Regions from separate parts of the Delphinus delphis genome. Here region 1 is linked to region 2. A link is a contact called in public Hi-C data. All regions are on one chromosome and are shown on one strand. Each heading gives the region's core, a stretch centred on a gene start, on an enhancer-like site or on the middle of the called end of the contact. The rest is flanking DNA. Distances are from core to core; before and after follow the strand shown.

Region 1 (4,347 bases), core at 1,279-3,778, 280 kb after region 2:
TCTGTGACTGGCTGTTCTGGGTCCATTTCAGAATCTACATCTGCATCGTCCACACAAGTAAAATTCTCAAAGTGCAGAAAGCCATTCTTGATAGTCTTTGTTACTTTTACCTGGAGTTCAGGGGAGTTATTACAAGAGGGCTCCTGTTTCATAGCAAGTGCTGTTGGACCACCAGGACTCAAGGAAGTGCAAACAACTGGCGACTGAGCTCTTGAATCACTTTTTTCAGGGTCTTGAAAGGATTCTGATCCATCAGCAGACCCATTTAAATACTCTACATTGATCATGGAGGCCAAATCCTGTAGTCTCCGCAGTGGAATGTAACAAGATGGAGAATCTTGTCCATAAGCATTTTGGGATGTTCCACTGGCAGTCGATAACTGCATAGTACACCCATTAAGTGGCTCAGAAAAATTGGATTGACCATTACCGAAAGGGCTGTCCTTGTCTTCAGGGGCATCTAAATTCACTGGATTGGAAAAGGGCAGCAGACAATTTCTTCTAGGTAGTTCACAGGTCTGATCCATCCTGGGCCAGCATCAACCTGGAATCCAAAAACACAGCAATTAATCTGAGTTAATAGGCCATTTGGCTCTTATCTTCAAAATGGCAGCCACTTCAAGAGGCCTAGTGGCCTCGAAGCCTAGTTCTACTGCACTTCCATGGGCGGAAAAAGTTCCCCAGCTGACGATGGAAAAATGGCCTCGGAGAGACTCCGCAAACTCCATCTTCCCGGAGATAGGCAGATCTTGCCACATGGAAACAGCCGTCCCTTTTTTCTGCACTGCAGACTGGTGGACAGTTGGGCTGATCTAAAATTAAAATCCCTTTGGCAGTAGAAATTTCCAAATCTCAAACAGCAATAGTCCTTCCATTCCCCCGCTGGGGGTCCTGTGGCCGGATCTCCCGAAGGGAGGGGGCTGTAGGGTTCGAGGGGGGCTCCGGGACGCTGCACAAAAAGGTTATCCCCCCATCCTTTCTGGCTCGCTCGGGCGCAGCGGTCACAATAGCGCTGCACCCTGCGCCCCAGCCGGCGCCGGAGCCTTTGCAGCGGCCGTGCTCTGGCCGCAGGCGAGTCGGCCGAAGCGGGTGCACCCCGAAGCTCGCCTTTCTGACTGCAGGCCTGCTCGGTCCACGGCTGCAGGGCCCAGAGGCTGGAACGCGGCAGGGGGAGAAACGGAGGCAGCCAGTGAAGCCGAGTCAGGGCAGCAGCAGCTGCTACAGCTTGACAAACATGGCTGCTGCCGACGCCGCCGCCGCCTGCCCGGGCCGCGCTCCTTCCCGCAGCGCCGGCAGCACCTCCTGGCCGAGCCGATCTCACTCATCAATATTCAGCAACAAGCAAAGTTTGCTGCAGGAGGGCAGCCGGCCCCGTGCCCCCCAGCCGGCTACCTGAAGGGAGGCGGAGGCCGAGGTGCGCGCGGGAGGCCGGCGGGGCACTGGCCGCGCGGGGAGGAAGTTCGCGGCGTCCCGGCCGGCTAGGCCTGAGCCCGGCTGGTAGTGATGGAGGGGGAGGGGGCCTGCGGCTGCAACGCCGCCGGCCACCAACCCTGTGCCGCGCCCGGCCCTCCCCCGCGCCCCTCACCTCACGGCCACCACCATCTTCCCCGCCCGCCCGCCTCCCCCCTCCGCTCGCTCCTGCCCGCCGCCCACCCCAGCGCACTAGTTACCGTGCCCCGTGCCCCCTCCCGGGCCGGCTGGGGGGAGGGGGTGACCCTCATTACACTGGGGCGCGAGCGGAGCGGTGGGGAGAGCGCGGAGCCGCTCACCGCACCCCCCTCCCCCCGCGTCTCTCTTCAGGGTAGAAGGCAGCGAATGCGACCTGCCCCGGCCTATTCCGCCGCCGCCTCCTCCTCCTCACACCCCCACCGCGCGCGCCCCCGCGGCGGCGCGAGCGACCGAGCGCCTCGCGCCGGCCCGCGTGCGGCTGGGGCCCCGAGTGCGCGCGCACCCCTTCCCCCAAGGCGCGCGCTCCTTTGCCTCACTCTTCGGGGTTCAGGGCGGGTGAAGTCGGGCTCGCGAGCGCGCCGCCCAATCAGCGGAGCCGCCGCTGCCGCCCCCTCTCCTCCCCCTGCGCGCCAGCTCGCGGCCCGGGCCTACGGGCCGGCCCGGCTGCCCGGGCGGGGCCTGAGGCGGGCTCCCCAGGGGCCTCGCGCGCCTCACCGGAGTGTCGGGGCCTGCGGGCGTCGTGGGTGGCACTCCGATCCCCTCACCTACCTCAGGGAGCTGCGCCGGCCCCGGGCTGCACACGGTTCCAGCACCCTACCGGTCTCGAGCCCCAGCCCCGGCGGCACCTGGCCGGGCTGAGGCCTGTCCGACCGCCCCGCCAGCCCCGCTCGGGCCCGCGTCAGTCCCGGCCTCCATCTTAGGTTACAGCCCTGGTTCCCCATCCACTGGGCACCTGCCCTCAGCCCGCTCCGCTCGGCCCGAGGCCAAGGCAACCCCCCTCCTACCGCGGGGCTCACCTGGGGGCTGGGGCTGGGGTCTTCGAGGCCTCAAACCCCGAGCAGGCGCGGCCGCAGGTGAACCCCCTGCCCGGCCGCACCCCAAGCCCACACCACCACCACTACAGACCAAGCTGAGCAGGAAACAAAATGGAGGCAGCAGCTCGGGTCTGCCTCCCCGAGCCAAGCCTGTACAGCCCCAGGGCTCCCTTCTGCCGCAGGCCCGACGCCCGCGAGGCAGGGGGCTGGCTCGTCCAGGCACCAAAGGCAGCCACCCTAGAGCAGCGCAGACAGGCCGGGGACTCGGCCCTGCGGTCCCCACAGCCCCTCACCCACCACCCCTTCCCTTCCCCCTCCCCCCCATTCCTCTCCCTCCCCCTGCCCGGCCGTGCGGGGTGAGCGGCTCCCGGGAGCTGGGTCGGGTCGGGTTACCGGCCCGGGCACTGCCCGCCCAGCCGTGGCCTCGGCAGGGGGGATGAGGCCGGGCGACCCCCGCGCTGAGCCCACCGCCCCCCCCCCCGCACCCGAGCCGGGCAGCAGTCTGACAGCGCGCCCGCACCTCGGCCTGCCGCGGTGCGGCCCCCGCCCAGTGAGATCGAGTCCCCAGCCCGGGCACCGCGGGGACGAAGCTCCCTCACCACCCCCGGGCCCAGGGGTCCTCGCAGCCTCGGGCGGGGCGAGGGGAGTGCTGGGGGAGGGGTCCACTAATCAATCCCTGCACCGCCTCCCGCGCCTAGTCCGGGTCTGGGCCTGGCACTGGGACTTGGGCCGGGGGCGCGGGCGGGCGTCAGTAGATGAGTGCGCGCGGGGCAGTGGACGCGAGCTGGGGGCCCGGAGGGGTCGCGCTTCGCACCGCGGACGCTGCAGTTCTCTGCACCCAGGCAGATGGCCCTCTCGTGCCACCTCCGCCCGGCGCAGGCCGCCTGCTCAGCAACCCTGCTCCCCGGGGAGCGCGCGCCTCACCCCCGCGGGCTGAGCATCGGGACCCCGGCGGAACAGCGCTGGGAGGGCGGACCGCCGGGCTGGCCCCGCCAAGCCTGCTGGCCTAATCCCTGGCCTGGGGCGCTCTGCTCTCGGGCGCCAGGCACCTCGAGGCCTGCACCCAGTGCCCGGGGCCCCGTAGCACCGGCCTAGCGCGGCTGCAGCGCGTCCAATCACAAAAGACAACGTGAAGGCAAGCGGGGGAACGCAAACAACCTGACCCCGCGACGCCGACCCCCCCAGGTCCTTCCCCTAACCCGATCCAACTCCGACCCCCGCCCCAGGCTTGCTCCCCGACAAAAAGCTCACCTCGGGACCTATCTGGTCCCTAGAGTGCTAAACTCATCCTCGCTATTCAGAGAAAACCACAATCGACCGCCATAAAAATTCCGCCTCCTCCAGAAAGCCTTCTGTGATTAGAGTTAACTCCATCTCAAAGCTGAGGGCGGCGCCCTCGAGAGCCACGTGACTACCATTCCTCCCAGGGCTTAGTAAATGTGCATAATTATTGCCCCAGTGGAGTGTTTACCCGCCATCCTTCTATCTGTTAACCGTGAGACCACCTGGGAGAAAGGCCACTTTTGGCGTTGCTCTGCGCGGTTTTGGCTTTGGCGCGGAGCTCTCTAAATTTCATCCTTCGGCCTTCTCCAACCTTCACCCCAAAACTGGCCCCAGTTGGCTTGGAGCTCAGGATACCCTTAGCCTCCTGTCCTCCAAGGCCCACAGACCAGCCAAGGAGATACACAACAGGTCCTTACCACACCTAAGTGCTGGGATGCAGTTCCTGCCAAGAGAGCAGCAGGCTGTCTTGAAGGAAGGCGGCCCCTGGAACCAGAGTGATGAGGGGAGCACTGTGACCCCAGAGGGCCTCCTTCTGTTGAAGAGATGAGGTACCCTGACTGTTCCCAGGTGCGAAATCAAG
Region 2 (4,732 bases), core at 1,257-3,756:
AACCTGCTAGCAGCCCTCCTGCAGCCTGCACCCAGCATACCCCACAGTCATTGCTCCACTGTGAGTGAGCAACAGACCCCCACCCCCCAACCCAGGGCAAGGCCTCCCCAGAAGGGGAACTCCTCCCCCACCTCTCCATCCGCCTGCTACCCCCATCACTTACTTCCTCCTCTCCCTCCTCCTAGCCACATCAAGGCAGCAGCAGAGTCACATGCAAATATCCTGTCCTGGAACTGCCACCAGAGTCAGTGGGGCTCCTCCCCACCCCAGCCTGGTCCCCTCCCCGTGCCTCTGGGGGCCTGGGAAAGGAAGGAGGACTAAGTGAGGGTTCACACCTCCAGTGCTGTCCCACTTCATCCTCATAGCAATCCTTCCAGACCTGGCCCAATTTTATGAGAAAACCGAGGCCCTGAAATGAGGAGTCAATTGGTCCAAGATTACGAAGGCTGGAGGTCCCAGAGTCAGGACTTGAACCCAGCTCCCTAGGACCACAACCCAAGCTCTTCTCCCACCGCAAACATGCCTGGCATCAGGTGTCAACTGAATACATGCAATCCCAAATCACTCAGGGCCTCAGATCACTTGGGAAGCTGGCAAAGGCCTGGGGTCCAAGCTGTCAGCCAGCTCATGAAGTGATTCCAATGCACTCAATCTACAGACCAGGGTTCAAAACTCAGTGACAACTGGGATTTCCTTTAGTTTTCAGGTCCCACCCTCAACCATCCCACAAAAAGAGTTACTGAAGTTCAGAGAGAAGAGACTTGTCTAGAGCCACCCAGGTGAGAGGGACAGAGCCAGGTTGGAGTAAGGATTCTCCAGTGAAGGCATTGGTCTCAGTCTGGCCATAACCCCCTATGCCTCCTGAGGAAGCCTATCAGAAGGTGCCCACACTCTCTAGTTAGGCAAGGCAGTGTTCTCAGCAGGCCTGAGGCCTGAACTGGCTACAGCCCTAGAGAGGGAGGCCTGGCCAGGCTCTCCCCACCCCTCCTCCCTGGATGGCTGGATGACGAGGCAGAACAGAATCGGCAGATGCCCCCAGAGGCTGGGAGGAAGGCCTAGCCCCAGGACTCGATAATGGACAGGAGATAAGGAAGGCTCTGGGCACTGAGGACCCAGACTGCCATGCCCATTTCCAGGCAGCACTTCCCCAGGGTCAACATGCACTGGGCAGGCAGGGGGCACCAGATGCTGTGCCAGCTGGGGGTTCCTCTGGGTTTCCTACAGACTGCATTGGGGACATCCTGTGTCCTAGGCATGAGTCAACCAGTCTCATTGTGTGTCCTTGGGGCTAGTCACTGATCTAAGCCTCAGTTTCCCACCTGTAAAATAGGTCAGAAAGGCGAAGCAGATGTCTTTTTCAGCCTGAAACCCCAGCAAAGAGTCCTGACCTCCCTGCCCTAGAGTTCCAAAAAGAAGTGTCTTCTCTGCTGGTCCCTGGCACCCTGGACAGGACAGGGCACAGAGTAGGTGTTCAGTGATTATGTTACTGAGGTGAACAGTGGCAGGTGAGGGGCAGACTGACCGCAAGGCAATGAGGACCAAGTCTGGTCCCTATGCATCCCCAGGATCCTCATAGAGCAGGTGCCTGGTAATGTCTGAGGAGCTCAGCAACACTAGGTTCACAAGACAGGCTCCCTCTGCCAGGCCTTGCACTTAACAGTCCTACCAGCCTGGCATGCCTCCCTTCCTTCAAAACTCAGCTTCCAGTTTTTTCTGTGCCCATCTGCCCCACTACTCCCGAGGGCAAAAACTGTGACCCATTCACCTCTGTCCCCAGTGTCCTGAGGCACCGAGCAAGTGGCAGTCATGCTGGTAGCATATATGACCAGCAGTTTCCCCACCTCGCAAAGGCTGTGCTACGGCAGAGCCTCGGTTAATTTATTTTCCAAACCTTTTACCCTGCACCAACTTTGTGCCGGCCCAGGCTGGGCGCCGGAGTCTGGGCCCGGGCACGTGGGGTGTGGGCTGCCCCTTTCCCTTCCTGGGGCATCTTCTTACCTCTTACCTGGGAGAGGGCTCAGAGAGGCTCTCCCGGGGCTGGGGTCCCACCCTTCCCTCTTCCTTCCTCTCTCCTCCTCTCACTCCCTCACCACGACCCCACCTCCTCGCCGCGCGGGCGGCGGCCTGACCCACCCCTTGCTGGGCTCCAGCTCCCGGGGGGCAGGTGCGGAGAAAGAGGACCACAGGCCGGAAGGGCTCGTGTCTGCGCGAGGTGCGGGGCACGGAGCGAGCTGCCCTAGGGGATCGGGCGGCTGAGGCACCCGGTCGAGCTCTGAGGCCGCGCGCCCGCGTTCTCCTCACCCAACAGCCTCACCTTCCCGGGCCTTGAGTAGCACCGTGTTCGCTACGATGTTCTCGAGCTCCATGGGCTGCGGCGCCGCCGGGCCCGCCGGGCCGCGCCACCGGCCGGGATTGCGCGAGGGAGCCGGGGCCGGATGGCGATCGGCGCGGCTCGGCTCGGCTCGCAGTGACCGCGCCGCGGCCTCCCGGGCCTCCCCGGCCGCCGCCGCCCGCCGAGCACTCTGCGCCCCCTCCCGGGGGCCACCCCTGCGCCGGCACGCCCCGCCCCGGCCCGCCCACTGTTTACTTTACTCAGCCAATAACCGGGAGAGCGCTCGCCGCGCCGTCTTCCCATTAGACAGCCTCTTCATCATCCCCCGCCCCCAGAGCCAGGAATTCGTTCAAAGGAACGGGGGGCGGGACTTAAAACGTCACCTCTTTCTGGTTGGTCTGCGGTGGGGTTCAGCCTCTACGTTCGAATTTCTGGGCCTTCGTAGGATACCAAACTGCCAATTAGGGCCGAGCCCTCCGCTGGGACAAAAGAGGTGGGTCCTCTGGGTCACGCCCCGGATCTCTTGTATTTGATTGGATGAAAGAAGCGTCAGTCATTCTCAGCTTTGCACTCTGATTGGGCCATTAGATGTGGGTGTGGGCCAGGTCCTTTTGGCTCGCCTTGGCTTGTCCAGGGTTTGTAGGGGATGCGCTTGGTATCTTGGGCCTCTTGCAGGCCAGCCTCAAGCAAGTTCGGGCCGTGTATCCAGCCGTATTCCTTTGGGCCGGCCCATTCTGGAGGGCGCACATCGTTAGCAGGGAGAGGCCCACAGGAGGGTGCCGGCTTTCCGAGCTGCTCCCAGGCCTCCAGGCCGGCCACCGCGGGCGCCCCAGCCCCGCCCCACCCCGCCCCCACAGCCGGATGTTGTGATTTCTCTCCACCCACACGGCCTTGTCCGCCCTCGGCCTCTGCTGCCTTATAAGGCAGCGCTACCACCCCAAGACGTAGGGAATGAGCTCACACCCATTATATAGGTGGGGAACTGAGGTCCAGTGGAGGGCTGCGGGCCTAGGACTAGGGAGAAAACAACGCCGAAATTTTACAGCTAATCAACACCTTCTAGCTAAACATCCTACTCCCTCCACCCTCACTTCACACACCAGGAAACGGAGGCTTGCCCAAACTTGCGGGTAAGGCAGAGTCCTATTCAACTAGGCTTCTCTGATTCCTATCCATTCATTCATCCAAAAATACAGAGCATGCACTTTGTGCCAGGCACTGGGCCAGGTGCTAGGGAATACAGTGGTGCCAGCAAGATAGTCAATCTCTCTGCCTACCTGCTAGAAGGGGGATAAATATGGTAATCCTATGTGTAAACAAATAAATGGTATGGTCTGAGGGAGTGACAAGTGCTATTAAGACATTAAGACAAAATAGGGGAAATGGTCTCAGGGTGTGACATTTGAGCAGATCCAACCACACAAAGATCTAGGGGAACAGTGTCAAGCAGAGGCAACAGCAAGTGCAAAGCTTTGAGCCTAGAGTAAGTTTGGTATGTTCAAGGAACAGGAAGAAGGCCTGTGTAGCTTCAGGGCCCAAAGTCTGAGATGAGTTGAAGGAGCAGGGATTCTAGGTAGATCCTGAAAGGCTTTGTAAACCATGGAGAGGAGTTTGTTTGTTTTTCTTAAATGAAATGTGGAGCCTTTGAAAGGATGATTTATACTTTTATTTATTTTATTTTTAGGCCATGTGGCATGTGGGATCTTAGTTCCTGACCAGGGATTGAACCCACACCCCCTGCATTGGGAGCACGGAGTCTTAACCACTGGACCGCCAGGGAAGTTCCTGACTTATACTTTTAAAAGATCACTCTAGCTAGTAGACTTTCAGGGGGCCAAGAGTGGAAGCAGAGTGAGCAGTTGGGAGCCTACTGAATTCCAGGAGCGAGAGGATGGTTGCTTGGACTGAGAAGGTGGCAGTGGACATGGAGAAAAGTGCATGGATCTAGGATACTTTGGGGAATAAAGAAAAGTACTTTGAAGGAAGGAAACCCAGTGGTCAGTAGGACAAAGGGCAGGTACCTCACCCAGTGAAGGGTGTTGTGTCTAAGTGAGATCTGAGAGTTAAGTGAGAATGTGCAGGTTTCAGAGGTAACTGGAGTGGGAGGGAAAGAGCCTCTGGCTAGAGGGCTAGCACATGTTCAGAGTTCTGTAGAGGAAGGTGGTTAAGGGCTCATGCATTTGGCACCTGAGGGCAGAGCATTGAACTAGACTTTCAGGTACACATTGTGGTGTGCATGGGGAGGCCTTGAAGAGGCCTGGATCAGGGAGGTCCTTGGAAGCTAGGTAAGGAGTCTGGACTTCATTTTGAGAGTAGTGGGGAGCTGTCCAGGGTGTGCTAAACCAGGGAGCAGTTTGATCATATTTGCTGACTCAGCCACACTGTGCTAGGGGTGAGGTG

Evidence for each region. A called contact is a pair of places that touch in the nucleus more often than the background predicts.
Region 1: a contact with region 2 is called in a Hi-C map of muscle, with 3 times the contacts expected there. The contact joins the promoter of NSD1 here to the promoter of GRK6 in region 2. A contact is called at or near these places in 2 of 3 Hi-C or Micro-C datasets (lung and muscle).

The regions. Positions count from the first base shown.
Region 1 is chr3:20,872,879-20,877,225 of mDelDel1.2, forward strand. NSD1 (nuclear receptor binding SET domain protein 1) reads right to left here and starts at 2,529. Exons shown (of 23, transcript XM_060008300.2): 1 at 2,466-2,529; 2 at 1-544. The coding sequence starts at 527.
Region 2 is chr3:20,590,091-20,594,822 of mDelDel1.2, forward strand. GRK6 (G protein-coupled receptor kinase 6) reads right to left here and starts at 2,507. Exons shown (of 17, transcript XM_060008294.1): 1 at 2,315-2,507. The coding sequence starts at 2,366.